2 separate regions of the Mus musculus genome follow, and region 1 is linked to region 2. A link is a contact called in public ChIA-PET data. All regions are on one chromosome and are shown on one strand. Each heading gives the region's core, a stretch centred on a gene start, on an enhancer-like site or on the middle of the called end of the contact. The rest is flanking DNA. Distances are from core to core; before and after follow the strand shown.

Region 1 (2,700 bases), core at 42-2,541, 390 kb before region 2:
AAATCCACTCACTCAACTGTACACTTTTCTGTACATATGTTACAAGTCAGTATGAAGTATTTTTCAGAAATGAAATTAGAGCATTTTGTTTCCCTTATAATAAAATGTTTTACCAGCTGATTTAGTGTTTTATATATGGCCTGAAATCTGTTCCTTTGTACATCAGTGTCCCATAACCAAAAAATAAACAACAACAACAAAAAAAACTCATCTTTATTAAAAAGATACTAATTTTGGTCGATGATTATATTAGAAGTACTTTTAAAACAACTACGTATTTAATTTTCTTTTTCTTTTATATTTAATAAACTTTTACAAATCTACTTCTATGAAGATTCTAACTTTTCGTTCAAATAAAGAACATTTTATTATACACTAATCCTATGAGAGTAGCTTTACCTAAAGGATGAGTGATTTTGGAGGACATCAGTATCGTCCATACTCACCTGGTAATGAGGTTTACACCACTGCTTCAAGTCCCAGTCCCAGAGGATCATCTGTAAAAGAACACTGGGTTACTTGCCATGAACAAACACATACAGAGGCAAGCTTCACCCTCTCCACTGATGACAGCTACAACAGCTTAAATCTCAGAAAGGGAATGGAGAGATGAAAATAAAAATAATCTCTTTACAGATTACCTCATTAATTTATATACTCCATAACTGAGCAATCTGAAGGCTAAACCATTTTCAGAACAAAAGCACTACAGTAACTTATATTAACCTTCAAATATTTATTATTTGGCTGGAAGGATGGCTCAGAGGTTAAAGGCACTCACTGCTCTCACAGATCGACCCAGGATCAAATCCCAGCACCCTCCTCAGGTGGCTCACAACTGCCTGTCGCTCCAACACTAGAAGATCCAGTGCCCAGTTCTGGAATCCATGGGTACTGCACATACATGGCACACATACAGACAAACACATAAGTAAATTAAAAAATTTAAATATAAAAATATCATAAAAAGGAAAAACAGATCCAAAAGCATGCCACTGAAAATGTAAGAAAAGTGAGCTATAAGCAGACACCCCATACCCACCCCCAAGAGTCGTCATCAACTTAAGCTGAAGTCTGTGTGGAGCTATTCCTCTGATGGACAAACCTTCAGAACTTCTTGCACCCTATAAATTACATTTAAGTAAATGGTTGACAAGAATCAAAGTAGACTCCTTTCAATACACGAAAAAGTAGTGTCTGCTTTTGTTTCTTTCTTTCAAGACTACTGGTGTAACTCTCAGCCCAGCCTTGCTTTCTCTGCTTCTTCCTAGAAGGCTTCCTGCCTATCTGGCTTGTCTAATACAGCAGTCACTGCATTCAGCACGATGGTTAACTTGAAGTGACAGAGCTATCATGGCCATGACAATCTATTTCTATGAACTGTTTTGAGTTAATAAGTAAGTTTCTTCTTTTGACTTAACTAATTCCTTATAATTGCCATTTTCTATAAGGCTTGAACCCTAATACTGAGTAAGCCTTTAAATTTGTTTTAACTCCTAAAATGTTCTTAATACTTCACTCACTACTTATATTGTTTCTTATCTTTGGGCTTATTCCTTTTGGTTTCAAAAATCTTTTTAAGACTTGTTTTAATGACTGGTTTATGTTATATATTACTAAGGCCACTTTCTGAATACAGAGAGGAGAGCTATATTTCTTGGTCTGGATCATCCTCCTTAAAAGGACTCTTTTTGTACAATTTAATTTTTTTTAATTTAAAATATACTTTTCCCATATATGTCCCCTACCTCTCATTCAAATTCATGGCCTCTTTTTTCTTGTTACAGGTATATATATACAGGTATATGTGGCAAGGGTTGGTTGTGAGAATCCCCTTTTCTTTGTTTGTTTGTTTGTTTGTTTGTTTGTTTGATTGTTTTTTAAACACATTTCCAGCAGGCTATGATACATGCAGTGGCCAATCTTTAGTTCACAGTATCTTGTAAGAAGCCAGGACAGGATCTTCATCCTTCTCACCCACCCCACCTTCTCCTCAGGCATTCACACAAAGGCATTCTGCTATGCTCACACAGGTGCCCTTCCTCCCGCACAAGCTGTATTTCCCTGCTATCAAGCTTGGAATGGACAGTCACAGGCTTACAGATGATAAAAGCCCATCTTTGATCAGCTTCCAGATCTTCTGGTAGGACTGGCACTGGCAACCTCATTGGTCTCGCTGGGGTCCATCCAGACCTCCTTTTTGCCTCAGCAGAGACCATATAAAAAGTCAAGCCCCTCCTGAAGCCTGAGCATACTCATGGCTGTAGCAGCAAATGAAAGGGTGCAAAATAATAATTAACAACAACAACAATAATGTGTTATCTATTTGGTCACTACTCCAACATTTCCTAATGGTTGGAAAAACCATTTTTTAAGGGAACGGAGTATAGGCTTTGAAAATTATCTGTGGTCTCTTGCTTATTTTTCCTTTAAAACATCTTAAAATATTTAAAAAATTGTTCAGAATAAGGCTGATGGTAAGAAAGTCACTGTGGGCTACAATTTGGTGATTCCTATTTTAGAAAATATACTACCTTCAGTCTTTAAAAGGGGTCGTGGTATTGTTGCTATCTACTCATCAACATCCTTCCAGAAAGTAATTTCTGTTTCCTACTGAAATATATTGCTTCCCAAAGAAGATTCAAACATACTATATTCACTTAAAGAAAATGTATGGACCAGTGCTCAAAAATGGCTGTT
Region 2 (2,700 bases), core at 1-2,500:
GTCGACAATATGGCTCTGGGGTAACTGTGCCTGCTGCCCAGCCTGATGAGACTTGAGTTCAATCAGAGACCCATATGGTAGACGACATGTCCTCTGACCTCCAGCGAAACTCTGTATGTGTACATGCACGTGCACACGTACATACACACATAAGTACGTTATGGTAGTGGATCCACACATAGTCTTCTTTAGCCCAAATGGTCTTTGGACAAGATAGTCTTATATATCTTAATTTCTCTGGAAATTCTGATTTGAGCGATGCGAGAGAGCCTTGAGAGAAAGGAGTTGGAAAGTTGCTACTTTTGCCTTATTTCTTGGTGGGTTTTTCTCCTAATGCCTTATTTTGGGTTCCATCATGGCGTGTGGCTGAGACTAGAACAGTCAGCCGTGGCTGGAAGGAGAGGATCTTTGAGTGGGTAGTCACGTCCAACTTCAAGGAAGGTTTGTGACAGGGCAGAATGTTGATGGCTCAGAAATGACGGAGACAGACGTGACTGTGCAGTTTGTGATTTCAGGTCTTTTGCTTCTGAAATGAAGAAGTGGCAGCTAGCTGAGGTAGGAGTTTGCGTTAAACTTTCTGTGAGCATTTTTGTACATGTACACACAGGCTTGTCTTCAACTCGAGTGGGTTTATCCTTAGAGGGTGCCTGTCATCATGGCACTTGCCTGTGTGATCCTAGCTGAGGCAGAAGGATCACCAGGAGTTTAGGCTGGCCTGGGCTACAGATGAGACTCTTAACTGAGGGAGAAGTTTGTGGGGTTTTGAAATAAAGAACATAGAAACAGAATTTAAAGCGGAGGTTGGTTTTGTTTGTTTGTTTTGTTTTTGTTTATTTGTTTTGAGATAGGGTGTCTCTGTCTAGCCTTCGCTGTCCTGGAACCTGCTCTGTATATAAGGCTGGCCTCGAACTCAGACTGGACTGTCTCTGCCTCCCAAGTGCTTTGCTTAAAGACGTTAAGAACAGGGTGGGAATGGTGAGGGCTGTGTTTGAGTAGTTCAGAGTTCACCACATCTTGAGTCTTGGAGTTCCTTACCATTGTGAAGTCGGGGAGGTTCTGTGGTCATCCGCTCATTAATCAAACCCTTTTATTTATGTGTGAGATTGGCTCTCCCAGTGCTTGTTGCCTTGACTGCTTTTGGAGCACAGACCCCAGCTGTCCTGCCTCCGCCTGCCGAGCACCTGGGCCTGTGGCCGATGACAGCACACACTGCTTGAGTAGGTATGAAAATAGGGCAGGCACCTCTGCCGACTGTGATTGGGCTGCACATCTCCGTTTTCAGTTTTAACCGTGGAGGCTCCCGTGGTCTTCTTGCAGTCTGTGATGTGCCTGCTTCAGGCTTCTCTGTGGCGCAGGGTTTCAGGAAGCAGCGTTAGGCAGATGAAGCTGTCTGACGCGGGTTACTTGAGTCTCTGGTTTTGGATGGACAGTGCGTGGTGCACAGCTGCTGCTCCAGCGGCTTTGTCCCAGCTGTCCTCTCTGCCTGTCGCAGAATACTCCACATTCCTTTCCCTACCCTCCTGTCATACTCTAGACTATTACTTAAGCGGATCCCCGCGATCGTTACATTGGATGACTTCTCCACCACTAATCACTGTTTGCTTAGACCGGTCCCGGTATGTGTTGTGTAACAGATTCAAGCCCTGCGGTCTTTGTAATTTTGGGTTATGAGTTAATGTTACGGTTGTGAAATATTGATATACAACCATTAAGTGATTGCCATTGAAGAGGGTAACAAACTTGATGATATCCCAAGCAAGTAGCTGGTATCTGGGTAGTGGCCCTGCATCCTCTCATTTATTAACTTACCTGTGTTAGTAGGTTTCAATAAAAGTGTAAAAGGAAAAGCCATATAATACTCCATTGTTATATGTTGTGATACGTTTTTTTACTATGTAGCCCTGGTTGGCCTGCAGCTTGCTATGTAGACTAGGCTGTGTGGAACCCTTGTAGATAACGTCTGCCTGCCTCTGCCTCTTGAGTGCTGGGGTAGAAGATGTGTGTCACCAAGCCTGGCTGCATGTATGTTACAGGAGTTGCCTTACTTGATCTGTAATTACTTTATCATTTCCGTTTCATATCGGGGGAAACCCACACTCAGTTGTTTAGTACTTGCTCAAAATCCTGCAGTGGCAACAGATTTGATTTGAATTCACATTTTCTGATGTTGAAGCCAGTGTAGAGTTGGCTAATCCTGACATTTCAGTGTCACTGTGCATGTATTTCTGTCTTTTTACAAAAGGGGCCGCTGCCGGGCAGTGGTGGCACACGCCTTTGGTCCCAGCACTTGGGAGGCAGAGGCAGGTGGATTTCTGAGTTCGAGGCCAGGCTGGTCTACAGAGTGAGTTCCAGGACAGCCAGGGCTACACAGAGGAACCCTGACTTGAAAAACCAAAGGAAGAAAAAAAAAAAAACAAACCAAAACAAAAGGGGCCACTTATTTAATAACTGCAGAGCGGGGCTTGAATGGGAAGCACAGTGCTTTTTCCGGCATCCCTCCTCCAGTCCTTTGATCTGTGATCCGTGTTGCTGGATCTACACATGGTTCTCAGGCTACTGCCTGCTCTCAGCTGGGCAGCCACAGTGTAGTCATCAAAACTCGCCCCTGGCTCACACCTAAGAGAAGGACTGCTCTCCTGGGGTATTAATTACTTGCCTGTGTGACCCTCTTCCTTCCCCCAGCCCTTCTACTCTGTTTAC

What was found. ChIA-PET counts read pairs in DNA pulled down with a chosen protein or histone mark.
Region 1: a contact with region 2 is called in an RNA polymerase II ChIA-PET map of memory CD8 T cells, with 3 times the contacts expected there. The contact joins two enhancer-like sites. A contact is called at or near these places in 1 of 39 promoter capture datasets (pre-B cells), 2 of 484 Hi-C or Micro-C datasets (CD4 T cells and CD8 T cells), 2 of 115 datasets of contacts at active chromatin or transcription factors (large pre-B cells and memory CD8 T cells) and 2 of 9 other capture datasets (liver and pancreatic islet).

Annotation. Positions count from the first base shown.
Region 1 is chr7:114,489,237-114,491,936 of GRCm38.p6, reverse strand. Pde3b (phosphodiesterase 3B, cGMP-inhibited) reads right to left here. Exons shown (of 16, transcript NM_011055.2): 2 at 447-497. Among named protein-coding and RNA genes, the nearest start is that of Cyp2r1, 72 kb to the left of the region's middle. Within about 2 kb of position 1,291, at least 5 of the 459 cell types and tissues checked have an H3K27ac peak or open chromatin away from gene starts, as enhancers often do. A contact at or near this core is called in CD8 T cells and memory CD8 T cells, where this site is marked.
Region 2 is chr7:114,102,676-114,105,375 of GRCm38.p6, reverse strand. The region is part of intron 1 of Rras2 (related RAS viral (r-ras) oncogene 2); the gene reads left to right. Among named protein-coding and RNA genes, the nearest start is that of Rras2, 14 kb to the left of the region's middle. Within about 2 kb of position 1,250, at least 58 of the 459 cell types and tissues checked have an H3K27ac peak or open chromatin away from gene starts, as enhancers often do. A contact at or near this core is called in CD8 T cells and memory CD8 T cells, where this site is marked.